2 separate regions of the Mus musculus genome follow, and region 1 is linked to region 2. A link is a contact called in public HiChIP or PLAC-seq data. All regions are on one chromosome and are shown on one strand. Each heading gives the region's core, a stretch centred on a gene start, on an enhancer-like site or on the middle of the called end of the contact. The rest is flanking DNA. Distances are from core to core; before and after follow the strand shown.

Region 1 (6,496 bases), core at 3,021-5,520, 1.5 Mb before region 2:
AAGGCCCCAGCTGGATAAACCAGGTCGAAGGGCATGAAGCCTTGATGACATCCTGCAACTCCACATTAGAGTGGTTTGCTACTTTGAATAACTCCAGGGTTTCAGGTTCTGGTTCTTTAACCCCAGAGGGGACAGTGACTTCACAGTCTAGGAACATCCAGGAAGTTGAGAGACCATATTAAACCAGCACAAACAAGGATAGTGGAGGTCACCAATTCTGCTGGGAATTGAACCCATAGCTTTGAGCATGCCAGGCAAGCCTCTATCAGTGATATACTCTGAGACTAGATTTTTTTTTGTGTCAAAATGCAATTTTTTTCTGAATAATAATGAATGGCTTTTATTGTCTTATATTGACAATGAACAAGTGTCACTGTGTGTGTGTGTGTTTAATCTTTAAGAATGTCTCCTAAGACTATCATTATGACTAATCTGATGACTTTCTACCTTTAGTGCTATTTATCAGAACAAGAAGCATGGAAGAGTACTTAGATATTACTCATATTAAGGAATGTTTGTATACTAGCTATTCTCTCTCTCTCTCTCTCTCTCTCTCTCTCTCTCTCTCTCTGTGTGTGTGTGTGTGTGTGTGTGTGTGTGTGTGTGTGTTTGCATGTGAGTCCAGGTGCCCAAGGAGGCCAGAAGCTTCAGATCCCCCTAGCATTAGCATTTCAGACAGTTGTGAATTGTCCTTTGTGGATACTGTGAACCAAAGTCTGGTCTTCTGCAAGAGTAATATGTGTTCTTAATACTGACAAGTCCCTTTAAGCCCTTAGAAGATTTTTTGTGTGGTGCTGGGAATCAAACTGAGGGTTTTGTGCATAAGTCTTAGGCTTAAACAGACTAACCAGGATTTTAAATATTGAGGTTAAGAATATGGATCCTGAGAAATCTTTGTTTTGCTTCCCTTTTTAAAGGAATCTTGTTTAACTCAAGGTCCTTTAGCTTACACTTTCTCTATCTTTCTTATCGAAGTTTCATGTCCAATCATTTTGTGTAGTAGCAGTATAGTAGTAGTAGTAGTAGTAGTAGTAGTAGTGATGATTATATATATGTATATATACATATATATAAGAAATGTATATGCATAATAGCAATTATAACTCAAATCAAGAGACATATATAGGAGCCTTATAGCTATCACAAGGAAATAATTTAATTTCTATTTTTGGCAATATTTTTGTTGGGAAGAAATTCAACATGGTAATCAATTGCAGACTTTTAAGTATAAAAATATATTATGGGTGGACAAAATTCTTTGAGAAATATGTAATATACAGTGTCAAATTAAAATCAAATGGTAGAACAATGTAAAAATTTTCAGCATTATGTGAGAAGTTATATTTCGTTTTGCTTTGAATGTACCCACAGTGAATTTAAAGTCTACTTTGGGTATTTTCTCAGAAAAGATAACCTTTTTAATTTATATCTTTGCTTTGCAATACTGGAGATCAAACTTAGCTTAGTGGCACATAGCTATAATCACAGCACTGTGGACACAGAGGCAGAAAAGCTATCATGAGTTTGAGGCCATCTGGGCTATATAGTGACATTCAATCTCTTTAAAAATCCAGCAAAAAAAACCCCCACCTAATAAACCAAACTCCTGGTCATTTGAGGTGTGTGATCTACAAAGTTACATCCCCAGCATTTGTTAACCTTTGAAATAATAAAAGTAGGCAATGGGGCTGGGGATGTGGATCAGTTCATAGAACTCTTGCCTTGCATTAGCAAGATTCTAGCTTTGACTCTTGCGCTGCAAAACAAAGAAACAGAAAAACTAGGGAGCATTCAGTGCTCTAGGACTTCAGTTGGAAAGTGTGGCAGCCTGGGGGATGTGGTCTTAAATTTTGTAGATCCCATGATTCCTTCCTGTGGTCTCCCCACCACCCTTTGCTCTCGCAGACCTACTTCTCTGGGATTTGACCCTTCCTTCATTTTCTTCCTTCCTTCATTTCCTTCCTTCCTTCATTTCCTTCCTTCCTTCCTTCCTTCCTTCCTTCCTTTCTTTCTTTCTTTCTTTCTTTCTTTCTTTCTTTCTTTCTTTCTTTCTTTCTTTCTTTCCTTCTTTCTTTCTTTCTTCCTCTCCACTGTAACATTCATTTTTTAAATTTTTTATTAGATATTTTCTTCATTTACATTTCAAATGCTATCCCTCCCTGGATTCCTCATTCTGCTTTATGTTAGTGATTGTGAACATCATTTCTAGAAAAACGGCCAGACAAGGTAATTCTAGAATTGTCACTTAATTAGCTGTGTGTTCTGGGGCAAATCAACTTCTCTTTAACCTAATTTCTCCAACCTTAAATGGGTATAAGGATCCCAACCCTATGAGGCTGTTTTGAAGACTTGTGAGGTGTGTCATTGTCATTGCTGTTTAATTTCTTGTATCCCCTGGCTGGACTAGATATGTAGAGCAGTCTGACCTTAAACTCAAAGATCAGCCTGCTTCTGTCTCTTGAATTCTTGGATTAAAGGGGTGCACTATCACGTCCAGACACATGTATGATGGTTTATATGATTTATATCAATTTATTGGAAGGTAAACAAATGGCCCTTCAGGATATTTAAATCCCTAGAACCTGTGACTATATTGTCTTAAATGACAAGGACTATGTAGATGTGGTTAAATTAAGAATCATGTGATAAAATGATTATCCTGGCTTATCCTATGAATCTAATGTAATTCTAAGAGTCCAGAAAAGGAGCAGGGAAGGCAAAAGAGTCAGGGTAACATTAAAGTGGCATGAGAAAAGACCTGGTAAACCATTGTTGACTTCAAAGATTGACAAAAGCTTTGAGGGCAGCTTTTAGAAGCTACAGAAAGCAAGGAAATGGATTTTTACTTGGAGTCCAGAAGAACATAGACATTCTGACATCTTGACTTTAGCTTAGTGGTGTTCATTTCCAGTGTTCACTCCCACAATTTAAAATAATACATTTGTGTTAATTTAAGCCACCCAGAGCAGGGCGGTGGTGGTGCACGCCTTTAATCCCAGCACTTGGGAGGCAGAGGCAGGTGGATTTCTAAGTTTGAGGCCAGTCTGGTCTACAAAGTGAGTTCCAGGACAGCTAGGCTATACAGAGAAACCCTGTCTCAAAAAAAAAAAAAAAAAAAGTAAAAACACAGCAATTTTGGCCGGGCAGTGGTGGCGCATGCCTTTAACTCCAGCACTTGGGAGGCAGAGGCAGGTGGATTTCTAAGTTTGAGGCCAGTCTGGTCAACAAAGTGAGTTCCAGGACAGCCAGGACTATACAGAGAAACCCTGTCTCAAAAAAAAAAAAAAAAATTACAAACACAGCAATTTTGGCCAGGCAGTGTTGGCACATGCCTTTAATCCCAACACTTAGGAGGCAGAGGCAGGCGGATTTCTGAGTTTGAGGCCAGCCTGGACACTACCGAGTGAGTTCCAGGACAGCCAGGGCTACACAGAGAAACCCTGTCTGAGAAAACCAAAAAAAAAAAAAAAAAAAAAAGCCACCCAGTTGGAGGTAATCAATCAGTTACAGAAGCAACCAGACATCAACACAGGTAGCTTAGCTATTATTACTGTATTTCCCATTTTTTCTTCTTGCTTTTACTGATATAATTTAATGTAAACACTGCTGCAAATATAGTTTGCCTAACTGCAGCCACTCTTAATTTGAGAGCTGTCTTTATAAGCAGTCCAGGTTCTCCTACAATAGACAATGAACAAAAGGCCTTTTGGATAAACAGAAAGACAATTTATAGTAACTTCATTTTAGGTTCTCCATTAACAGACAGCAAATCACATGCTGTAGTTATTAGCCTGACCATTGATTTGGGTCACAGAAACCACTCTGTGAGGCCCTCCCTACTCAGGAACATGTTCAAATCCACCCTCTGTTTCTTCACCAGAGGTTTCTGGGCCTAGAAGAGATGCTACAGTAGGCACCAAACCCCGTGAAAATTAGTGTCTTGTACTAGGAGACACAGAAAAAGGAGGAAAAGAGTTGGTGGGTCAGAGGAAGGGTGAAAGAGGAAAGAAAAAAAAGAGGACTATCCAACCGAGCACTCGTGAGAGACAGCCTCCCATTATCCATCCTTTTGGGTTTTGCTACATTTATGGAAACTTTGCACGCATCCTCGGGGGCCTGGGCGGTACACCTGCCTCTCTAGGATTGTTGTGCCTGGGGCCGGCTTAGGGAAGTAGAACTAGGAGAGCGGCCACCCTGGAGGGTTGGTGGGAGACCGCAGGGTGGAGTCATGGGACGAGAGAACGGAAAGACTACATATCCCAGGCCGCCACGCTTTCCAGATGGAGTCCTAGGGCGCTGACTGCTCCCCAGTTTCCGTAGGGAAGCGCCGGGCTACCACAGCTATTGTGCGTAGCGTTGTCGCCCTCCTCTTCCCGCTGCCTGCTGCTGTGTTGTTGGAGGAAAGCAACGTTTCCTTGCCGCCGGGCTTAACTCTCTAAGTGCCAAACCCCACATCACGATGGCTCCCGGGAACCAGTAGGCGGTCTCTGCAGCTTCCGAGTTGTGGGCGACGAGCCCTGAAGACCCGAGGAAGACATCCAAAGGGATCCTGTGCTCTCGTTCGGTCTTGGGGTTAGGGCTCGGCCAGCGTGAAAAGGTGGCATTGGCTTTAAGAAGGGGGAGGGGAGGCACAGTCTGCCTCTCTTGGGGAGCCGGGGAAGGAAGCCTTAGGCTGGCTTGGGAGCGCAAAGAGGCGGCCCCCGCGCCCGTGCTCTCCCCGCCTCTACCCTGGGACGCCCGGGACACAGCGTTGTGCTTTGGGGAGACGATGACCAGGGGGCGTGCTGCTCCCTAGGCTGCACCCTGCCGGCGTCAGAAGACGTTGGTAAGCACTCCTGGTCACCCGCAGCCACCACCGGACTACGCGCTCCAGCTACACACCAGCGGGCGCTCCCAAGAGTTTCATTGGAACAGGTACCTGCCTTCCAAAGGGAGTGAGGCTAAGAGTCGCTAGAAGTGGCTCCTGAACACAAGCCACTGACTGGGTCTATTCTGCCGATTATGCCACTGATGCTCTCGCTCTTTGTCTCTAATCCCTAGCCCCTCCGCTATCCTAATCATGGGGCATCCCCCGCTGGAGTTCAGCGACTGCTACCTCGACAGCCCCGATTTCCGCCAGAGGCTCAAGTATTATGAAGAGGAGCTGGAGAGGACCAATAAATTCATCAAAGACGTGATCAAAGACGGCAGCGCGCTTATCAGCGCTATGAGAAGTAAGTGGAAGGCTTCCATGAGCTGTTTGTCTGAGTAGGTGGTTCTGGCCTTTAAACCTTTCCATACCACGGCAGGCGGGGGGAGGGGGGGTGGCTAGGAAGATCTGCAGTGACTTTCAACCCAGATCTCTGGGTCTGATGGGTTTCTGAACATTTGACAGAGGGGTCTGTAGAAGTGGAAAGTGGTGAAGACAAGTAGAACTCTGGGGCCTTTCCCTTTGGTGGCTCTGACCTTGTAAGACTTAATCTGCAGCTGAGACAGAGACCCTCTAGCTTTGGATTCACTCTTTCTTAGTAGATTCTTATTGAGACAGCCTGCCCAACCTGTCGGACACGGGCAACATTGCAGTGCAATGCAAGCTGACTTCCATGCTTACCAAGGAACTACCCCACCACCCCCTAAAGAATTGGGAATGTAAGGCTTTAGCTCCAGTATAATGATGTTTGTCCTAGGCTCCGGTTATTGAAGAAAAGTGTGGGGCAGTAAAAATGTACCCTTCCCCAATCATTTTCTAATGATCGTTGATTGGCTTTACCTACTACTGAATTCTGTCTCAGCGTGGAACAAAGACCTGTCTAGTTAGTTCATGGTCCAGGGGGCCCAGATCCCCTGGGTCTAAAATGCAGGACCTAGGGTGTGGAGTTGCAGCCAGGAAAGGACTTTACCTAGCTTTGCTTTTTCCGTGGTCAGAGCTTCCTTTTTATTTCTGCTAGTTGTCAGGAGGCTCAAAGAAAAAGAATAGTGAACATCCCCAATGAGAAAGAGAATAAGCAAGCCAACCCTCTGTGCCAAAATATATATGCAAAAGAATGGAGGGTAACGATTAAGTAGAGCGAGGATTAATTAAGTGTTCTCTCCTTGGCTGAAATGAAAGATAATTGTGAAAGGTAAAGTCACAGTGCGAAGGAGTCTCTGTCTGTTTTGAACTTTGTTTTGAGTGGATTTACCCTCACCTCATCCCAAGTCTAGGTTGAGTGGTCCCTTGTGCTAGGCTGCTACAGCCAAGCAAGAGTGGAGGGAGACTTAGAAGCGTTGGTGTTTCGAGCCAGTACTCCTCGCCGGACAGCTCTAGTTCATGGTTGTCTAATTCACTGTCATCTGGCCACTTTTGGTCAGAATCCATAAACTGTTCAAGTTCCTTCGAGTTCTTCAACTGAGTTGGATCATTTAATGCTTTCTTGTCTTGCCACCTGGTCAAGAGTACATGTCCACTAACACCTCGAAGATGGGCTATTTAAAATGCTAATCCTCGCAGACTTGTAGGCTAGGTTTTTGGGTGTGT
Region 2 (6,282 bases), core at 2,798-5,297:
GAAAATATCTAATAAAATGCCTTAAAATATTAACACTATTATCACAAAATTGTTAGTAGCTATTTGTTTTATATGAATGAATGAATGAATGAATTTCTATACGTAAAAATAAAAAAAGACACTCTCTCAACAAACCAAAGCTACAGCAAAAAGGGAAGAAGAGTAAATGTGATCATATAAAACCTATTACTATGGTAAAACTTTGCAGTATCTTAGCTTAAACTAGAAAGACAAAAGGAAGCAGAAGCATCTGAGGGAAAAATGATTACAAAGATACATGAGAAATAATAAATAGACAATAAGAATGAATGCTGAAATATCATTTTGAGACAAAATGAAATGCTTACATGTGATAGAAGCATGATCTTGAGGAAGGAGAGGTCACTTCTCTTTTATTCTTGAAAATGAAGTAGTCTGTTCAGTGTTTTAGAGTAGCATTTGAGTCTTGACTAAGAGGAATGAGCTTGAAATAGTTATTTTTGGCAAATGGAAAGAAACATGGTATAGGATGAGAGAATACACTAATTAACTATGCTAGAACTTAGCTGAAGTTTGAAAAAAAAATCACATGAATAAAAGTAACTTTTTTTTTTATATCCTAGACTTCTAATCTAGAAGTCCCAAGCCATTCAGTGAGACAGCTGTGGACAAACTTATTTACACATATTACATATGCTGAATAACAGACAGAAGAAACTGATTGTGTATGTCATGGATGTTGCTTGACATACTAGAAACCAAAGGGTCAATTCTATGGCTTTCATTTCCACTCTTTAGATCTTACAGACTGAAAGAGCTTTCAAACAACTGAATAGCCCCTTTTTTATTATAATAAGTCACTCTAACTATCTTTTACCCTTGAATTAGAAGCTAGTCTGGCTTCTTGGAGAATTCAGTAAAACTAATATTCCTAAGTGGCATGAGGAATATCTGAAAGTTGACATTAGAGAGCCATCTCTGTGTGCGGTCCAAGAAGAACCTATTTTCAGCCATATACATTCATGGGGTGACGGGACCTGACTATTCTCCAGTTAGGTATGTAAGGTAGGTTCTAACAATGATGTATAATCAGAGAAGCTAGGATTATACTCTTTGTTCTCATGAAATAACTTCCATGATGGGGGAGCCCAAAGAAATGAAGTGACCCAACTCAGTTTCCATTGCCCATGGGACTCAAATAGATTCCATATAGAGAAAATATTTGAGAGCTTTACTCTGACTCAGTGCCATACTCTACCTAGGGTACTTGGAGCTAGTACTGAGGAAAAGCTCTTTCACTTGAGTCCAAAATGCAGGGGCAATTCCATTAGCTTATATTAGGGTATTCTTGGTACTCTTTCTGAAAACATTTGAATGGGGAACTAGAAGAAGTGATGTAGTCATAATAATGACTGGGAATAGGGCCATGATGTTGGCTGTTGAAGAAATGTTTAAGCTGTAAAACCACAAGTCCAAAGATGAGTTCTTAGCATTCCAAGTATTAGGAGAAATAAACCAAAGATACTAAAATGTTGAGCATATTGATAAAATGCAATAGTAGATTAGATCAGAGATATATGGTAGGTGATGGTTCTCAGATGGGAGTTGAGTAAATTATAAAGTATTATAAATCACAATCAATACATGTGGCTTTTTACTATGAATAAGCACACTAACAGAATGGTTGAATTTACTAATATTTTAAAAGGGCCAATCTGGCTGCTATGCTGATAAATGACTAGAATTGGGAAATTACAAAAAGAAGGAGAACACATAGCTACAGTTGAAGTAATGGTTCTGAATTATGAAATTTAGAATGAATTTTAGAGACAGAAAATGCTAGTGAAATATATGCGAGGTTATAAAAAAAGTAAGGATTATTCTGTTATTTCTGATCTCATAAGTTGTTAGAATACATACATTAATTGATAAAATGTGTTAAAGAATGGTTGTCAAGTTCTCGGTGAAGATCAACAATTATTCTACTATTAGACAAATTATGGGATGGGGCAGAGTTGCTTAGAGATATTTTCCAAATAATATGACAATAACTTAAAGACTGAAGTTTTTTTTTTTTTTTTTTGTTTTTTGCAACCTTCCTTTCATGTTTCTTCCAGACATCATGGAGTACTAGGATTCACTTTGGCAAAAAATTTGTATAGTAAATCTTACCTCAAAAGATGGTTGTTAGTGACCAAATAGCACAAATTACATGATTGATTTGTTTTAATTTAAATCTGAAGTGTCTCCCAAGGGCCCATTTGCCCACAGCTTGGACAGTAACCCATGGTGCTACTAGAGCTTTTAAGAAGTGAGGTCTAGTGGGAACTATATTGGTAAGTGGGACTCTACCTTTTGAAAAAGAGAGTGAGACCCATATCATTTGAAAGGTTTCTCTTTTGAATTCTGGCCATTATGTAAATAGCTTTGTGCCACTGACTTATAATAAGCTAAATTACCACAGACCAAACAACAACAACAAAACAGGGGCAACCATCCATGGACTGAAAGCTCCAATACTATGAGTCCAAGCAAGCCTGTCTTTTTCACAAGTTGATCATTGTATAGAATCTGGGTAACAGAGATGAGCAGCTGATGTTGCTTTTGTCTACCATCTAGACTTTTGTTGTAAAATTCATTGTCTGAAACTCAGATGCAACTATATCAAATGGGAATGCTGATAGAAAACCAGTCTCAGCCTTACATTGGTGATACTAACTTTGAATCTGTGTGTTATCAGAAACACTATGTGACTATATGTGTACATTGGCATGTGAGAAGCACCACTTTTAGAATTTCAAGACCATCAAGGCTAAAAACCTTTTAAAATTTCAAATACAGAAAGCAAGACTGAGAGACATCATATGAGGTCGAGTATCCTAATCCTCAAACCAGCATTCTTTTTACTACAATGGAGTCTCAAATCTCAGTTAGCTTAGACATTCTTGTTTGTAGAAGATAGAGGAAAATCAGAGAGCTCCTGTTTTAGAAAAAAATGCCATCTCTGGGAGAAGAGGCAGATTCTTCTTCTATTAGTCACCCCTTGTCCCTACTCAGGACAAAATTAGCTATGTAGGTTAGGAATTTTCAGTTTATTCTCAGAGATAATGTCAGATGACCCCAAAGTATATGAATGTATGTATGTATTCATGTATGTATGTATGAATATTTGTATGCATGTATGTATTTATATTCAAAATACACATGTATATCACTAAATTCTACTCATTATTCTAATCCAATTCTGCTGTTTTCCTCCAAAGGTTTTCAGCCTTTGAGACTTGATTCTTAATTCCTGTTCATGCACTGCTCAGGCCAGATGAGGTTCCAGAGTTTTCTCAAGGCACATTGTTTGGTTCTCTCCTCTACACCTTGTCTCAAGCTTCCATTTCTTCCTATTTACAATGTGTTCCAGGACATCCCCCACTTCTGTCTGTCAAGTGAGACTTTAAGAAAGTGTCATTGTTGGAAGAGCATATATATATAGTGTCTGTATGTGTGTACCATAATAGGTATGTGTAGCAAGAGACCCAGAGACCCAACCGAAGTCAAAGGATGGCTTAAATTCAGAGTGAAGTATAGGATTCAGTTTTTCTTCATTTTTAGTAGTCTTTCCCAAGCTTCATATTTTCTGTTAAAACTCTTAAACTTCTGAAGGTATTAATATAAAAATGCAAAGCCAGAGCCAGAAAGTAGCTTCTCCTCGTGTCTGAGAATCCTTACTTTTTCAACTTTTGGCTTTCTCTGGAACCCCAAGCCTGCTAAATCATGTACATGAACTTTAAAAACTTAAAAAAAAAAAAAAAAGCTGCATTTTGCTAGCTGCCTCCTCCCTTCCTCCCCACAGATTAGGCTAGATCTAACTTTGGGCCCTTCCCTCCCTAGACCCAGCTTCAGTTCCTGGAGCTTTAGTAACTATTGCCAGACTTGTGACTTGGCCGGTGTTTACCCGCCAGACTCACACTGTCCTTTCAGGGGCGGGGTTTATTTGCATAACCACTCCCAGACTTATAAAATGGTCCAATAGCTGTCCTGCATTCCTTACAGGGGAGGGGACGGGGATAGGCATAACATGAAAGAAATAGAGGATGGATTTGATCTGTTGTTGCTACACGTGGAAGTGAAATGACTCCAGCAGAACCTTGGTTGCAACGGATTCCACCTATTGTGAGAGCGGTATGCCATCTGGGGGCTGAGGGGCGGCTGTTGGGCTGGGTGTCTGCTCTGTACTCGAATGCTTTTGTTCAAAGAATCCCATTGTAAGATCCATCCATTTGATCTTGACAGAGTAAGTGTGGGAACATCCTTCGTGTGGTAAATCACTTGGAACCTGTGGCACCTAGGGACGGAAATAGAGGACCAGAGAACTATATCAGATGTCCCTCTAAGAGTGCTACAAAGTCAGCATGACTTGTGGGGGGAGAAGGGATTCTGTGGCTCTCAGTCATTCTATCCGTTTGTGCCCTGACAGCATTCTCCTAGATGTCAGAAACGCTGTTATCCCTACAGCTTTGAGTAGTCAGTTCCTGCCTGTGCAGGTTCGAACTGGGGCCAGATGGCCGCTGGGAATATGCCCGGACTTGTCCAACAACCCTGTGCATCTGGGATCCAGAGATAAGGAAGAGAAGGAGCCTGGGAGTTAGCTCTTGGAGAGGAGGAGGGAACAGATTGGACAAGCAGAGCATCCTGTGGAAAGCTGAACTAGCCCACCCACGTGGTGCCTGGGCAAGTCCGGGCCTGTGTAAAAAGCAATTTGGCACTGTGTATGGGGGCTTTCAGTCCAGCCTCGTCACCAGTGCGACTGAGTTTCATTTGATCACTTGCTGCTGGAAGCCGAGCCCGGGACAGTGATATTTTGATCCGGCCTCACCCCAAACACTGGCCAAGGCCCAGACAGCTGCAAGAACTGGCAGGGTGAAAGGAGAAGGGACCTGCCAGAGACTAGGCTGGGAAAACAGGCTGTAAGATCTCATTTTGACAGGTTTTGGCAGCGCTGGCCAATTTCATCTAGGGCAGTAAGAGGTAGTAAATTGTGGAACTCGCTGTCCAGGTAAAGTTTCTGTCCCCCTTGACTCACCATACCTTTCATCCAACCTATGATGCATACTGAATATTTGCCCTCTATCACCAAGTTTGAAGTACTAAGCCATATAGAGGCTGTTCTCCCTGGAGCCTTAAGAGACTCATCCTGAGTGTAGGACGACAACCAATACTGCACAAGATGAGCTTTAAACATACAAGCAAAACTCTCTGAAGTTGTCATTGTAAGGACCATATCAACTAGAGCTAGAGAAAGACAGATATGGGTTTGCTTGTTTTTGTCTGTTTGCTTGCTTGTTTGTATGTTTTTGGACACCTTTTGAGTGTTTGATTTTTCACCAGAGGTACTGAGGGAAGATTTGTCTCAGGTTTCTTTGGGACCTGATACAATCCCATGTAGATAAGGCTGGATTGAATGATACTTATTAGCTGAGGAGGATTTTAATTTCCGACCTCCCTGCCTCTAACTCCTAATGCTTTACATATAGGTCTGTGTTCATTATGCCCAGCTGACTGTGGTTCAATCCTAACACCTTTGCCTGCTAGAGAGCAAAAGTATTTCTATTCAGATCTCATTCCACCATATAGTGACTGTGTGACCTTGGAGAAAAGGAATATTTCTCCCTCTCTGAGCTTCATTTTACTACAAGCAGCAGTTGAGTTAATAATAGTACCAACATCATCGAGTTATTGTGAGAATGAACTGAAATAATCCATGTAAAATACTTGAACACGCTTAGCACAGTGCAAAATAAGCACTCAATAAATGTTAGCCGTGATTATTTAAGATAGATTATGTAGCACAGATAGGATTTCAACAGGTGGAATAAGGAGAGAAGACATTTTAAATAGAGAAAACATAGGTAATGGCCTGACAGCAAGGAACTCAGAGCACAGAGCCTGAGAAAGGAGCAATAGTTATATTGGATGTTTTAGTATAATTAGGGAAAAGTACAAGTTAGATTGATGAGAAAAAAACACAAGACTGGATGCTTGAGGTTCTGTTTATTAGACAGAATCATAGAGCTGCTGTGAGTTTCTTTTTCCCCATTCATTCATTCATTCACTTTACATCCCAATTGCTGCTGAATTGAAGAAAAAGTCAGATCTATACTTCAGGTAAATGTGAATAAACTGGGCTTGAGTAGGAAAAATGCAAAGTGGACAAATCAAAAGTACACAAAGCCCTGGACCTGACGTGGTGGCTATGAGAAGAGAAAGGAGACAACGTAATGTGTAGATCAAGTCATATAAACTTTGTTC

What was found. HiChIP or PLAC-seq counts read pairs in DNA pulled down with a chosen protein or histone mark.
Region 1: an H3K27ac HiChIP or PLAC-seq map of extraembryonic endoderm stem cells shows a contact between it and region 2, with 9 times the contacts expected there. The contact joins the promoter of Ophn1 here to the promoter of Eda2r in region 2. A contact is called at or near these places in 1 of 39 promoter capture datasets (embryonic stem cells) and 4 of 115 datasets of contacts at active chromatin or transcription factors (astrocytes, embryonic stem cells, extraembryonic endoderm stem cells and 1 more).

The regions. Positions count from the first base shown.
Region 1 is chrX:98,888,799-98,895,294 of GRCm38.p6, reverse strand. It overlaps Ophn1 (oligophrenin 1), which reads left to right and starts at 4,270. Exons shown (of 25, transcript NM_052976.4): 1 at 4,270-4,914; 2 at 5,041-5,213. The coding sequence starts at 5,060.
Region 2 is chrX:97,374,974-97,381,255 of GRCm38.p6, reverse strand. It overlaps Eda2r (ectodysplasin A2 receptor), which reads left to right and starts at 4,047. Exons shown (of 7, transcript NM_001161433.1): 1 at 4,047-4,155.